Regions from separate parts of the Mus musculus genome. Here all the other regions are linked to region 1. The links are chromatin contacts, called in public HiChIP or PLAC-seq maps. All regions are on one chromosome and are shown on one strand. Each heading gives the region's core, a stretch centred on a gene start, on an enhancer-like site or on the middle of the called end of the contact. The rest is flanking DNA. Distances are from core to core; before and after follow the strand shown.

Region 1 (3,714 bases), core at 405-2,904:
GGTAGCAACATGGTTTCTAATAGAAGTCTCTCCCTCAACCCAAATCCCCTTCGCCAAGTGCTGGGGAAATTGCAGGGCTGGGCCAGGGTTGGGGAGAATACTCTCTGGAAGGAGATTAGAAGTGTCTGTCAGGGATGGGTGGAGCCGGGTGGGGCCCCAGGTTACTCATATCCTCGCCAGTCCTTAGAGAGGCAGATTTGGGGGAGCTCTCAGCCTCAAGAGTACATCTTAGCATTGTCTTCTGAGTTTTTAAGCCCTGGTGTGGGGAGGGCGTTGATTTCTGCTTTGGTGGCAGGAAGGGTCAGGTGGGATTGGCTATCTAAGGTGCTATGTCCTTTCTGGGAGCAGTTGATACCAAGAACAGTGCAGGAGCCTCAGCGGGGGCTGTTGGGGCCTGTCTGGGAAGATAGGACGTGCCAGGCAGTCCCAGACACGACCACATTCCTCCCGACATGCCTGCAGGGGTCTATGGAGCTGAGGGGCAGGAAGTGGGTGTTCTGGGGATAGTTGAAGCTTGATATACAAACCTCTGAAGCAGAATTAGCTGGGTTCTTGGAGCTGTCCCCTGATCCTCAGGGACTCAGGAGTCAGAAACCCTCTCGTCCACTTTGGCTATTATGCCCTTGGCTCAGTCCTGCCTTCCTCCCAGGTGCCTGCGTTCCTCCTCCCCATACGTGTCTTGGGTGAGCTCCATGGGAGATGAAGTGAGGATGTCTGAGTCAGCCCTCTGCCTCTCAGCTCAGCTATCTTGGCATCCGAGAGGACATCTGGGGCTGGAAACAAACAAACAAACAAACAAATGAACAGACAAACAAATCTCTCTAGGCTTGTTCCAGGCATGTGCCCTTACCTGCTTTGAGGTCAAAATAAGTTTCAACCCTCTGGCCAGACTCTGTGCCACCCAAAGTTAACCCTCAGAGCTTTCTGCAGTAGAAACAATGGGTGGATGCTCTTTCCTCCCACTTTTCAGAAGAGCAAATGAGGGCTCTGAGAAGAGCCTGACTCTGTGCTGTTTCTCAGTGTCTCTGGTTGTGTCTCTGAGTCCTTTGGTGACCTAATAGCTATTGTCACAGATCTGCGTGTAGGTGTGTGGTGGATATTAGGGTCTGTACCCAGGGCTCAGGGGAAGCTGCCTTGAGTCTGAGCCACCTGGCTGGCTGAGGATGTGACAGATAGCTAGTCCTTAGCAGGTAGCGCTGAGGGTGGCCACGCCAATGTACCTCCAGCTAAGTGCCAGTCTCCTGCTCTGGTGGTCTTTTTCTACGTGTAATAAAGGACTCTCCCACCCATTTAATGGGAACTAACAGGTCAGCAGGTTTATGGTGTGGTAAGGCCCTACTTGTCATTCTAGCTGAGCCCAGAGTGTGGGTTCCTAAGGGCTGTGGCTCCCAGGGCCTCATGGGAAAGTGTAGCCCGCAGGCCCACCCCTCCCCTGGTGAATCATGCCTGGCGGGACGAGAAAGCCCAAAACACTTCAAACAATGAGTTTCCAGTAAAATATGACAGACATGATGAGGCGGAGGAGAGGAGGGATCTGATCGGGAGTTGGCGCTGGCCTGGGAGTGATGAAAGCCAAGGGGAATGGAATACGCCAGGCCCGCCCCCTCCTCACCACTATAAAGCACTATCATCCTTTTCTAACACACCTGAGCAGCTCTCTCTTCTCTCTGCCGACTCACTCGCTCACTTGCTCACCTCTCTCAAAGCCATGGCCACCTGCAGCCGCCAGTTCACCTCCTCCAGCTCCATGAAGGGCTCTTGTGGTATCGGTGGTGGCTCTAGCCGCATGTCCTCCATCCTGGCTGGAGGATCCTGCCGGGCTCCCAGCACCTACGGGGGCATGTCGGTTACCTCCTCTCGCTTCTCCTCTGGGGGAGCCTGTGGGATTGGAGGTGGCTATGGTGGGAGCTTCAGCAGCAGCAGTTTTGGTGGAGGACTTGGTAGTGGATTTGGTGGTCGATTTGATGGATTTGGTGGTGGTTTTGGTGGTGGTCTTGGTGGTGGTTTTGGTGGTGGTCTTGGTGGTGGTCTTGGCGGTGGTATTGGTGATGGGCTCCTGGTGGGCAGTGAGAAAGTGACCATGCAGAACCTCAATGACCGCCTGGCCACCTACCTGGACAAGGTGCGTGCCCTGGAAGAGGCCAACACTGAACTGGAGGTGAAGATTCGGGACTGGTACCAGAGGCAGCGGCCCACTGAGATCAAAGACTACAGCCCCTACTTCAAGACCATCGAGGACCTGAAGAGCAAGGTGGGTCAAATGGACAGCAGGACTTGCCATTCCAGTGTCCTCCAAGGCTTCAGATCATCACTAGACTCCTAGAAAGACAGTCTCTAGTCCCCAGTATCTCTCTCTGAGACCCTCCCTGGCCATCCCCCATAGAGCTGGTCAGTGAGAAGACGGTGCTGCTCCCTGGCTTTCTTTACTCCATGCTTTTATGTGCTCCAGTCCTTAGCCCACGTGAGACTGATGGTTCCTGCCCTTAGCATTTGGCAGAGGAGGAAGTTGAAGGTTGAGAGGTGCTGTGTCTTGCTAAAGATCAAGAGAGGGGGCGGTGCAGGACTGAGGTTAGAGCACAGGTGGCTCACCCTCTGCTACAGGGGGCACTTACCTCTTTAGTAGAAGGGAGGAGTGAGCCTGTAACGGGACCCACCGAGCTAGACACCCAAACCGCTCATTAGCTTGTTAGTCTGGGCTGAGGCTGCCTCCGCCCATGAACCTTGGCACCAGATAGCCTCTCCCTATAGTCAGGCAGACGTAGAAAAATCCACACCCACAACTATCAAGACCCGTATATTTTTTTACTACAAACCAGAGGGAGCCTGGCGGAGCTGTGTTTCCAGAGCTCCTCTTCTTCCTCCTGTTAAACCTGCTTGGCTCTTGTGCCTCGCATAAGTTACGGAAATTAGACGGGTCCCTGGCCGGAATTCCAGCCAGCTTCAGAGATCCTTCTGTCATTTTTTTTCTTCTTCTTCTCCAGTTTCCTCTTTTCTAATCCCCTGGGCAAGTTGGGTTTTGTCTCTTGGGAAAGTCCCACCCTTGGTCCATGCCCCATGGGCTTAGAAAGGAATGCGTGTGTCTGCAGATGGCTGATAAGGCTGCTCTGTACTGAGAGGAGGATCCAGAAGATGAAAGCTATGTAGGGATTCTTAGGGGGACATTAAAATGCCAAGCCCCATTTTAGGATTATAGGTGAGTGGTAGTAATAAGATCTGAATTCTGGGGCTTTTGAGCCTGGGGCCAGACCTTTGCAGTTTTTCTGTTGAGCAGGATTCAAAGTCCTGGGTTGAAGCTGACTGTGTGGGGTTGCCTCTCAGGCTGCTGTGGGAAACAAAGGCTCAGGAGATGAGAAGAACAGGATTCAAGCAAGAGCAAGAGAGAAGGGCCAGTGCAGGCTGCAGTGACATCTGCCTACAGATATTCGTTTAACCGAAGACCCATGGCTTTTCTGTTCTACAGATCCTGGCAGCCACCGTGGACAATGCCAATGTCCTCCTGCAGATCGACAATGCCCGCCTGGCTGCCGATGACTTCCGGACCAAGTGAGTTTGCGGTGTTGGTTCAGAGCTGCCAGCGTGTAGGGCGGGGCATCTTGGATCGGTGCTTTCTAACCAGGGTTGCTTTGTGCTGGGAGAACCCCCTGAGGTGCTTGTAAAAATATAACACTGTGGGGCTCCACCCTTGGAGCTGGGTTCAGTTATTTGTAACCAGTT
Region 2 (3,714 bases), core at 315-2,814, 960 kb after region 1:
TTCATTCATTCACTCTGTAAACAACAGGCCCATTCTCAAAAATATTTCAGTCGCATCTAACAAGGCTGCCATCTTGACTGGAGATCCCCGGGAGAAGAGAAGGAAGAAGCAAGCACAGCGTTCAGCATACAGTCAAAAGTCCCTAAGACAGTGATGCTGTCATTTCAATGAACCACCTTGGGTAGGACACTTGACCCCTCTGACCACAGTTCTTCCATCTTTACAGGTCCCAGAATGAAAAGATTGGGTGGAACACCGTTGTTGGAAGAGCTGAGGGTGAGTCCCTTCAGTGTGACGTGTTCTCTACCTGCTCTCTAGTAGCAAAAGTCTCCCTCAGTGGGGGTCCCATTGCAGGGGCCGAAGGGCTCCATTTCACAAGCCTGGTAGAATTAACTCCTGGCTCCCACCCTGCTCCAGTGCCCGTCTCCAGCCTCGCCTCATCTGGAATAAGAGTGACTTCAGGAATCCACCTCAATCCCTCACACTCTACTCCTGGGCTGGCGTCCACGGCCGGCCGTTTGAGAACCACGGCTCATGACAGTCATCTGCCTCACTCGAGAGTAGAGTAGCTGTCAGAACGCTGGACATGTACAAACACATTCAGAGGACTTTCCGTAGCATTCGGGGTTTTTAAAATTAATTTTCTTAAGTTAGCATACAAAGTCACAGGGAAGCCATTTCACCATTTCCTTCCATGGGACATTGTCCTGTTTGTAGGCATCCACCTCCGCCATGGCCCTTCACCACCACCCACAACCTTACCTGTCTCATCTGAACCAGTCCCTGCCTGCTTCTTGTCACCTGTATTCCTTTAACCCTTTGTTTCCTTCTGCCTTCCCTCTCCTTTAGCATTTTGTTAAAAAATCAAAACATTTTTTTTTAAAATACTATAAAGAAAAGTTTAAACTATCATATTTGGAGCCCAGTATAATTATTTTTTTAAAAGAATTATTTATTTTATGTATATGAGTACACTGTCGCTGTCTCCAGATACACCAGAAGAGGGCATCTGATCCCATTACAGATGGTCGTGAGCCACCATGTGGTTGCTGGGAATTGAACTCAGGACCTCTGGAAGAGCAGTCAGTGCTCTTAACCACTGAGCCATTTCTAAAGCCCCCCAGTTTAATTCCTAAGCAATATGTTGGAAAAGCTAAATAAATTTCGTGTTTTATTTTGGGTTTGGGAGGTGGTTTGTTTGGGTGTCGTTGTTTCTGTTGTTTTGTTCTCCATCAGGGGTCTCACTACGAAGTCCTGACTGACCTTGAACTCAAGATCATTCTGCCTGAGTGCTAAGATAATATGCCTGCCCACTGTGACTGGCTAACTACAATTTGCTTAAGGTTGTGAGCACCCCACCCCCACAGGCAAAGCATTCACTTTGCATAGGAAACCTTTGCAGTGACCCTGTGGGTGTCATTTTCCTCTCTTCCTGGAGACTCCGAAGGTCTCTGCTGTATCAACAACAATGGGCGGGAAGGGTTTCTCAACATTTGCATAATTAATTAGCAACCCTGGAGTTTCCCCCGGCTTCTGGTGGGGGAAATGGATCTCTGCTTCTTTAAGGCTCTGCGGGGCTGTCTGCTCTGGCGACGCAGGCAGGGCAGGCTCTGCCGCAGCGGCTCATCCCATCGCTAAGGTCCAGTTAGCCAAGGTGGAGGATGGGAAAAGAATGGAGCTGTCCCAGCTCCTCAATGAGATCAGGGCAAACTATGAACAGCTCCTCACCAGAAATCAGATAGAGACGGTGTTGTCGACGCGGATCCAGGTAATGATTTCATTCAGCCAGGCACCTTCAGGATAAGGAGACAGTCCATGTCTACCCGATTCCTGTCCCGGCCTCTCTGAGGTACAGTATCTCCTTTTCCACGCAGCATCTACTGGGGAGGCGATGTAGGTGTTCCTGCACTGGGTCTGGGGTGGCAGGCAGGGAGAAAACCCTTTGGCTGTGCTGTTGAATAACCATTCAATAAATATTGATTGATGCATTGGGATTTTATAGAGATCGTAAGGTGACCGTCATTACTAAAACATGGAGTCAACAAGCAATAAAATGGTGCTCTCTGACCTCTTTGGGTTTTTTTTTTTTTTTTTTTTTTTTTTTTTTTTTTTTTTTTTCAGGAAGGAAGCATTCCAAACAACTCTTCAAAGATATTATGGAGTTAATTATAGAGGCAATTTAAATAACATCTGTAGACTCCAAGCTTGATAGTCAAGATTGTTTGCCTTGCACACTCTGGGGGGAGACAAAAAGCAAGAAAAATATTTCTAGAAGGTTTCTATCATATTTCCCAAGCACTTGGTTTCATACTGACTGTTATAAATAGAATCAACTGAGCATGTGAATGTGGCTTTGAGAACCAAGAATACAGATCTGACAATCAAAATCCCCCCAGCTGAGTAGTGAGAGACTCTACACTTAAAAGTAGCCATTTTTGCTTTGGGGGTAGAAGAACTGTTTACTTCCGACACAAAGCTTGCAAGATATTTAAAATAAATAAATGAAACAGAGCCAACTCAGACCAAGGCTCAATTCAAATCCTGTCTACTCAGTTTCAAAGTAATACCTGCCTTTAATAATTAAGGCCTCAAATTTAAATAAATTTAAAAGCAAATATTTGGGAAACAAAGTTTCAGAAACTCAGGACGGTTTTATTAGCTTACCTCTTATACCCGGGTTCAAATTGTATTCCCAGCACCTGGACACAGCAAAGAGTTTACTTAAGAACAGGGCCAAAAAACAAAAACAAAACAACAACAAAAAAATGATAGCTAAAAAAAAAAATCACAGGACTTTGTTTCGTTAGTAACTTATTGCAATATCATTATAAATTTTGCCTGTGGGTAATAGTCTTGGTTTTTAAAAAGAATGATCAGTTCAACGGATTAAACAAGGTCACCGGGCTCTTGGCTTAGATGGAGGAGAAGTTTGTTCTCTTCCCACGTGATAGAGAAAAATATTAAGAGAGGACAACTTTTGAAAATCATAAACCAAATAAAAATTTTGCAAAGTAAACTTATAAGTTGAATTTACAAGTCCCAGTGCTTGAAGTGACTTTGAATTTAAAAAAAAAAAAAAAAAAGCAAAACGTTTTGTAACATAAAAGTTCTTGAGAGAAATGTGTTTTCCCAAGTAACTCACAAAGTCGGTTTATTATATTATTGTAACATATGCAAAGCCCTGGGTTCAAGCCCTAGAACGATGCAAGTAAATCCGGAAAATAAACATACAGTTGCTTTGGCTAACAAGTAGTGCATAGTAAGTCACCTCCCAAAACTCAACAACCTAACATTTAGACCAACGCATCCTGTCTTGTAATTCAGTAGGATGAGGAGGCTGGGGGATGGGGACTCTGGGTGGTGCCCTACTGACTGGCATAACCAAAGTGACTGGCTAATGTGTTTGGGACCTTGGCAAGAGCTTACTGGAAGGCTAGCCTGAGATCCTTGAGCCTGCTACCTGCCCCCTCCACGTGGCCTCGGGTCCCTCTCTACCTAGCCTCCCTATATGACCTCTCTAACCAGGTATCCAGGTTTCTAAAATGATGACCCAGGGCTCCCAAAAACATGACGTGGAAGCTGACAGGCTTCTTATGGCTTAGCCTAGAATCTGCACAGCGTCTGTCACCTCTACCATAGCCAATTGGTCACAGCAAGACTCAGGACAGCCTGATTCAACCTTGAATCACGGATGTGAACTTGGGGGAGGTGTGG
Region 3 (3,714 bases), core at 721-3,220, 820 kb after region 1:
CTAGGAAAAACAAAACCCTAAACCCATGGCGGCCATCAGGAACACCGAGAGCGCTTTGCTTTCTCTTTTCGTCAAGTCCTGGGAGGGAGGCTTCACCTCTCTGAAGCAGCCAGGGTCTTCTTTCCCTCCTGTTAGCCTCCATTTATCGTACATGTTATCTTCACAACAATCAATTCCCACGCTCAGGGCTTTTTTGTTTCTTTCAGCTGCTGCCCTACTTGCAGGTTCTGACAGGTTGGAGGAGTGGAGGAGCTGCAGCCTGGCGGCAGGAACCCGCAGCTCACAAGCAGCGCCTCACCAATACTGGCAGCCAAATCCCCTTTCCCTGCAGATTCCTGTAGCCCCCGTTCTATGGAATGTGCAGCTACAAACTTCATTTGAAGAAGCAATTACTAATGGAACCCTGTCAAGTCCCTGGGTTTTCAATATTTTTCCCATTTCCATGCTCTTTCTGTTTTGCTTTTTCCCCATGGGGAGAAGCAAGTGGTGAGATCTGGAGCCTTAGTTCCTCTAACAGCAAATCTACCATGGGAGAGAAGGAATATGCAAGGTGGAAGAGTAGAAAGCTGACAAATCTCAGACTCAAGCAGGCTTCCAACTGCGGTTCAGCCAGCTAGCATTAGGAAAAAATCACTCCATTTCTTAGCTTCACCTTCCTGACAAAATTGAGACTGTAACAGCTAGCCCTATCAGTGCATTGTTCTAGAGATTTTTAAATTGACCTATCTCAAAAAAGCATTACATAATTCTAAAACATGTGTGAATCTATACATATAACTATATATGTGATATATTTTAACAAGAGCAATGTCATAGCCTATGGGTAGTTATAAAATAAATTTATGTCATGTAAAGTCCCAATTAAATACTTCCCTGGATACTGTCCCACTGAAGTCTGAGCACAGTGTATCCAAGGGAAATATGTTTTTCTTGTTTACTGAGAGGGGAAATCTAGCTTGGAAACAGAAGTACAAGTCTGTCCTAAAAGTCCTGAACCAAGTGCCAGTCTGTAACCTAAATTTATGTAGCTACAAGAAAACTTTTCGTGCAATAAACCTCTCTTTGTAATCAGCCCGGAGCTTAAGGCACTTCAGGTTAGTTCCTCGGTTCTCGTGCTTAGAATCCCTGCCCCATGCTCTTCACAGGCACCCGTGCTTAGAATCCCTGCCCCATGCTCTTCACAGGCACCCGTGCTTAGAATCCCTGCCCCATGCTCTTCACAGGCACCCGAACCATGAACTGAAAAGTATGAAGCAGAATAAGTTCATGGTTTTGTCAAGAATTTAAAGATTCCATAGTCATTCCTGTGTACAGTTCCCTAAGCAAGAAATATGAATATACTCTCAAGATACATATATATAATCTCTTACGTATACGTGATATATCCCATATATTAATATATACTATATATTATATGTACACATATATATTACATATACATACATATAATTTCCTAAATCTTGCTTCTTAAATGTGGCAATTTCTTAACACTAATAGTTCACCATATCCTATTTTTTACTTACTTCAAGATCCTTCTTACAGCTCAATTTCAGCACACTTGCTACTTACTGCAATTCGCAAAGCTATCTAAAACAGGAATTTGAAAAATCCTTATTTCAACTACAATTTATAAGCAAAGTTCTTTTACTTTTTGAACCTAGCAAGTACTAAGTACAAGCTAAATTAACATTAGAAAATTAGATTTTTAATAGTTACTCAATGATCTTCAAAAGGTAAAATGTACTCATGTGAACTCCACCCATTCTCAGTTTCAACATAGCAAATTTCCCATCTGTACTCAGGGCAAATTCAAAAGCATTGAAAAGGTATTGGTTATTACTGAAGATAATTTATGCAATCATAAGCCAAAGATGCTATGCTGGCAAAAAGAAAACCATGCAAGTAAGCAAAGCCTAGCACCTGTGAGACACGCCCTCTCAGTATATAAAGGCTCGGCACTGTCCTTGGTAGCAGGCACTCCCTGGGCTACACTACACCACCATGTCTGTTCTATACAGCTCCAGCAGCAAGCAGTTCTCTTCCTCCCGCAGTGGAGGAGGAGGCGGTGGTGGATCCGTCAGGGTTTCCAGCACCAGGGGCTCTCTTGGTGGAGGGTATAGCTCAGGAGGCTTCAGCGGTGGCTCTTTTAGCCGTGGGAGCTCTGGGGGAGGTTGCTTTGGGGGCTCATCAGGTGGTTACGGAGGTTTTGGAGGAGGAGGCAGCTTTGGGGGAGGCTATGGAGGAAGCAGCTTTGGGGGAGGCTATGGAGGTAGCAGTTTTGGGGGTGGCAGCTTCGGTGGAGGTGGCAGCTTCGGTGGAGGCAGCTTTGGTGGCGGTAGCTATGGAGGAGGCTTTGGCGGTGGTGGATTCGGAGGAGATGGTGGCAGCCTTCTCTCCGGAAACGAGAAGGTGACCATGCAGAACCTGAACGACCGCCTGGCCTCCTACATGGACAAAGTCCGGGCTCTGGAAGAGTCAAACTACGAGCTGGAGGGTAAAATCAAGGAGTGGTACGAGAAGCATGGCAACTCAAGCCAGCGAGAGCCCCGGGACTACAGCAAATACTACAAAACCATCGAGGACCTTAAGGGGCAGGTAAGGCGCTTCAGACTCCGGCTTTCCATCGTTCCTAGGCATGCAATGCAGAGGAAGCTATGCCAAGTGTGGCACAGCTGACTGCTGTCTCTTCCCTGTTACCTTTTCATGTCTAGTGTAACCAGGCCTCATCAAAGATATTTATGGCAATGTGTCATCTAGCATGTGTGTTGCCTGTCGTCCAGGATGACAGACTACTGAGAACCTTATAGGTTTTAACACACATATGCGAGTTCACAGTTAAAATAGGCTAGGTCATACATAAGTGTGGGAGCTAAGATAATTTTAAATGAGTATGTTACATATATGCATATATATGTATAGATATGTATAAATTCACCCCTAGAAGTATTTATAACAAGTTAAACAGATACAAACATGAGTCACTCAAAAGTTAGCTGCAACACAAACAAATCACATACTATAAAGGAAAGGGTCGGCTGCAGGAATAGTACAATCCCAGCCAGTGCTCAAAAAGCAACCATAGCCATAAAGGTCCTGAAAGACCTGAGGGGAAGTATGGGCAAGTCTGGGACAGTCCATGTTTAGTTTGTCAGAGAACTATCTAAAATGCAACTCACCTATGCTAACCTGAGAAGCCAGAAGCCCACCTGATCTTTTCAATAACGTGTGTCTCTCCCCTCAGATCCTCACCCTGACAACTGACAATGCCAACGTGCTGCTGCAGATTGACAATGCCCGCCTGGCAGCTGATGACTTCAGGCTGAAGTAAGCTATGTGGATGTGGTGCACACACAGCAGGGGCTTCCAACAATGCTCCTGGATGCCCACAACAGCTTTTACACTCTCCTGAACTCATCTGGAGTGAAACAGTGCTAAGCTGTTTGTTTTTTTTTTTTAATTTAATTGTCATATCTTTTGGGCAATCGTTAAAGGAGGGTGTGTTTTAAAGTGACAGCTTTCTTCAAATCAAACTATATTAATTAATATTCCTACATGAATTCGTGTATTATGAATGTTGCCATGACATGAAACCAAATCTGTATCTGCACTGTAGTCCGTGTATATCCAGGTATACCGTCATCCTCCTGTATATTCAGTGTTTGTATCTTGCTTGCTTCAGATACGAGAATGAGGTGACCCTGCGCCAGAGCGTGG
Region 4 (3,714 bases), core at 532-3,031, 730 kb after region 1:
AATGTAACATATGCAAAAAGGAAACTCCAGGGAAAGTATCTCCTGGCCAGGTAATAAAACAAAAAACAAAACAAAGCAACAAAAACAAAAAAACAAAAAAAAAAAATTCCCTGTTTAAAAGTTTAGGCAACTGAGGTCTAGTCTCATGAAAAGGTCTCTTAAGGAATAGCCAAAAGTCAGGGAGAGCTCTCAATACATGGCTTGGGTCCTCCTGTTCCAGCGAGACCTCAACCATTCGTGCCAATCAACTGAGGCCCCAGACATCACAGAGCAGAGACAGACAATACAGTCCTACGGTGCTAAGCACAAAATTAAATTGAGAACAAATAAAAAGAGTTGTTTAAGCTCATAACGTTTGTGTTATTTCTTATATAGAAATAACTAAAGCAGACGAGAAAATCGGAGTGTCTTAAATACAAAAATAGTATTTGCCCGATGACAGTAGCTGATTTATTTTACCATAGCTAAAAAGTACATTTTTATCCCATTGAGACTCAGAGGAACCTTTTGTTAACACTCAAATGGAACTTTCCAGAAGTCTTGGTTCAACAGAGACAGGTGAAGCATCAAAGAGAAAGAAGCTAAGGTTTGCCCTCCTCAGAAGCTGAGGTCTGCCCTCCTCAAAGACCATAGAGAATAAAGCCACTTCCCCTGTGTTTTCATAGCTGCCCTCTCTGCCCTGTCCCATGAGGGGACAAGCAGTGGTTGACTCTAGCCTGAACAGGAGAGAGAACGCCTGCTCCTCCCAGAGCATGCTGGGATGTCCAAGTGGATTCTTATCTTTGAGTTTCAATTGCTTCCGACTGTTTGCCTTCCTCATTCCACAGACGTTAATAATTTCCCTATAAATATTCATCGCTCTCAGTGTCACACAGATGGAGTTTCATCGCAGGGCGATCCATTTCAACACAGGCAGCCTCCACCTGGAGGGTAATACCATTCAAGGATGAGATGATCGTGACCCTCAATGACTCCCAGTTACATTAATCAGTTGTTAATACCTTGGGATTAAAAACTCCTTCATTCTGGGCTAGACTCTTACGATCTTTAATCAATAAATGCTTTTAGAAGTGGGAACAAAACACCCATGGAAGGAGTTACAGAAACAAAGTTTGGAGCTGAGATGAAAGGATGGACCATGTAGAGACTGCCATATCCAGGGATCCACCCCATAATCAGCATCCAAACGCTGACACCATTGCATATACTAGCAAGATTTTATCGAAAGGACCCAGATGTAGCTGTCTCTTGTGAGACTATGCCGGGGCCTAGCAAACACAGAAGTGGATGCTCACAGTCAGCTAATGGATGGATCACAGGGCTCCCAATGGAGGAGCTAGAGAAAGTACCCAAGGAGCTAAAGGGATCTTCAACCCTATAGGTGGAACAACATTATGAACTAACCAGTACCCCTGAGCTCTTGACTCTAGCTGCATATGTATCAAAAGATGGCCTAGTCGGCCATCACTGGAAAGAGAGGCCCAATGGACACGCTGACTTTGTGTGCCCCGGTACAGGGGAACGCCAGGGCCAAAGGGGGGGAGTGGGTGGGTAGGGGAGTGGGGGTGGGTGGGTAAGGGGGACTTTTGGTATAGCATTGGAAATGTAAATGAGCTAAATACCTAATAAAAAATGGAAAAAAAAAATTGAACCTTGAAAAAAAAAAAAAAAAAAAAAAAAAAAAAGATTGGGGGGGGGGGTTAGCATATGCCCTGGAGTGTTCGTGTTTCCTGGGCATGCTGATTTCCTGACTCGACAACGTGTCTGAGTTCATTCCTGGATGTGACTCATCCCTTCTCACTTACTATCTCATCACCACTGCCTGTCACATCTTTTTAAGGAGGATTAGAACATTTCCAGAACTTTCCGTTGAGATCATTTAAAAAGGAAAAGAACATGCCCCTGCTGTAAGGTAATGGGCTGGTTTAACTCAGTTGAGTTTTCTCTACCATCTCTGTGCATGGCTCTGTGTGTCTACATCAGTTTAATCATCCCAGCACTCACCAAAAATCTCCCTCTGAATTTTAAATGAGAATTCATCTAATGAAATTATGAATCATTTCAAGAAGACTACCGGTCTATGCTAGTTTCAAGATACATGTATACAACACAACCCAACACTCATACACATGACATAAAAATATATACATACTAGAAAAATATTAATAACTAACCATGGCTGGGAGGGTGACTCATTTGGTAAAGCACTTGCCTTGCAAGCACAAGAGCCTGAGTCCAGCACTCATAAAAATTCCAAGTGCGGTAGCACATGCTTGTGGGGAAGAAGAGAGTGTAGGATTCCAGGGCCTCTGAGTCTAGCTAAACTAAGCCTCATTCGTGAGCTCTAGGCCAGTGAGAGATCCCACCTCAAAAGCTGTGTACGGTGTTCCTGAGGATGTCTTCCGTTGCTCTCCAGTGTCCACACACGTGTGCATAACCAAACACACAAGCACACCTGCTTGTACGCATGTGCCCAGACCCAGATGATTGTGGGTGTGCATATGCACATATGTGTACCTTTAAAAGCCTGTGAGCCCTTCATCTATGTTACACATTGACTTCGTGTAACACGGCCATAGCCATGCACGACTTCATTGTCTGCACTTTGCAATCTATGAAACCGAGGCTCAGATGGAGCACGTTGACGTGCCTGGGATCCCTTAGTCATAAAATGGTGGCTCCTGAATTTGTGCCCAATGTGCTTCTGCTTTATGCCACAAGAGTCACAAACGATTTCCAAAGAGTTGTGAAAAAAAAAACTAAACATGCATCATGCAGTTTAATGGACATTTGCTAAATGTGTTTTTTTTTTTATCTGAAATGTGAAGCCAGGATGGGAAATCTGAGTTTTCAGATTTGAAGGCAGCTGGACTCCCATATTCCAGTGGTGATCAGACCTGATCTTATTGACATCGTACCAGCACTGTATGTGTGAGTCGGATAATCAGGACCAAAGAGTGACAGGATATTATAACCGTCTCACTACCCAAAACTTGAAGCATTCATGCAATGCTGTCTACAGACACGATCTCTTAACCTGAAATTAACAGCCCCTAAAATTGCATCCATTCTTACTAGGGAAACTGACTTCCTCCCTGAGAATTGGCAAATGTCAAACCTAGAGGGTGTCACACCTCAGATGTGTGCCAAGTTAGACCACACACCACTCCTAGTTTCTAGAATCCTCTCTGCCACATACCGAACCCCAAGGATCAGGGAAGATGAACAGAAGGAAGTAATAATGACAGATCACTATTGCCCCAGATATTTTCAACAGCCATTAAGGCAGAAATATTTTATTCGGTCTTATCACAAAGGCGTAGTATGAAGATTTCCACCCATCGTTTCCAGCAGCTTCGGGAGCCATGGTTTCGAGTCACCACCCAGCCACAAGCCTTGGGAACCAGTTGCTTCTGAAGTCCTAGTGCGCATACCCGGAGAGCTTGTTAAATGAGATTGTGACCTAGAAGCTCTGGGTGGAGCCCGGGATTCCGCACTTCTAACAAAGCCCCAGATGGTGCTGAGGACGATGACCCGTGGACCAAACTTGGAGAATGGTGATGGGTGATTTCAACCCATCCGCCATTTGTCGGTTCCCACCACTGAATATCCCATCTATGAGCCAGTTTCAATAACTATGGTTTAGACTGACCCGGGTGGACACGCAGCAGGACTGGCGACATCAGTAGAATCCCATTAACACAGTCTTGCCCA

Evidence for each region. HiChIP or PLAC-seq counts read pairs in DNA pulled down with a chosen protein or histone mark.
Region 2: a contact with region 1 is called in an H3K27ac HiChIP or PLAC-seq map of embryonic stem cells, with 9 times the contacts expected there. The contact joins the promoter of Krt222 here to the promoter of Krt14 in region 1. A contact is called at or near these places in 14 of 39 promoter capture datasets (the 3T3-L1 cell line, 3T3-L1-derived adipocytes, the SN4741 cell line and 7 more), 7 of 115 datasets of contacts at active chromatin or transcription factors (the NIH/3T3 cell line, bone marrow-derived macrophages, embryonic forebrain and 3 more) and 1 of 9 other capture datasets (embryonic stem cells).
Region 3: a contact with region 1 is called in an H3K4me3 HiChIP or PLAC-seq map of stem cell-derived neural progenitor cells, with 13 times the contacts expected there. The contact joins the promoter of Krt10 here to the promoter of Krt14 in region 1. A contact is called at or near these places in 20 of 39 promoter capture datasets (the 3T3-L1 cell line, the C10 cell line, cranial neural crest and 10 more), 1 of 15 datasets of contacts at CTCF or cohesin (embryonic stem cells), 3 of 484 Hi-C or Micro-C datasets (all in embryonic stem cells), 10 of 115 datasets of contacts at active chromatin or transcription factors (SST interneurons, cardiomyocytes, embryonic stem cells and 4 more) and 2 of 9 other capture datasets (embryonic stem cells and pancreatic islet).
Region 4: an H3K27ac HiChIP or PLAC-seq map of embryonic fibroblasts shows a contact between it and region 1, with 17 times the contacts expected there. The contact joins the enhancer-like site here to the promoter of Krt14 in region 1. A contact is called at or near these places in 24 of 39 promoter capture datasets (the 3T3-L1 cell line, 3T3-L1-derived adipocytes, the C10 cell line and 14 more), 3 of 15 datasets of contacts at CTCF or cohesin (embryonic stem cells, large pre-B cells and stem cell-derived epiblast-like cells), 4 of 484 Hi-C or Micro-C datasets (cerebral cortex, embryonic stem cells and nephron progenitors), 3 of 115 datasets of contacts at active chromatin or transcription factors (embryonic fibroblasts, embryonic limb bud and embryonic stem cells) and 2 of 9 other capture datasets (embryonic stem cells and liver).

The regions. Positions count from the first base shown.
Region 1 is chr11:100,205,450-100,209,163 of GRCm38.p6, reverse strand. Krt14 (keratin 14) reads left to right here and starts at 1,654. Exons shown (of 8, transcript NM_016958.2): 1 at 1,654-2,251; 2 at 3,461-3,543. The coding sequence starts at 1,709.
Region 2 is chr11:99,241,997-99,245,710 of GRCm38.p6, reverse strand. Krt222 (keratin 222) reads left to right here and starts at 1,564. Exons shown (of 6, transcript NM_172946.3): 1 at 1,564-1,768. The coding sequence starts at 1,673. It overlaps Gm32385 (a long non-coding RNA gene), which reads right to left and starts at 1,816. Exons shown (of 4, transcript XR_389025.3): 1 at 1,729-1,816.
Region 3 is chr11:99,387,620-99,391,333 of GRCm38.p6, reverse strand. Krt10 (keratin 10) reads left to right here and starts at 1,970. Exons shown (of 8, transcript NM_010660.2): 1 at 1,970-2,595; 2 at 3,242-3,324; 3 at 3,680-3,714. The coding sequence starts at 2,002.
Region 4 is chr11:99,470,673-99,474,386 of GRCm38.p6, reverse strand. No RefSeq gene overlaps it. Among named protein-coding and RNA genes, the nearest start is that of Krt23, 21 kb to the left of the region's middle. Within about 2 kb of position 1,781, at least 45 of the 459 cell types and tissues checked have an H3K27ac peak or open chromatin away from gene starts, as enhancers often do. A contact at or near this core is called in the SN4741 cell line, embryonic fibroblasts and trophoblast stem cells, where this site is marked.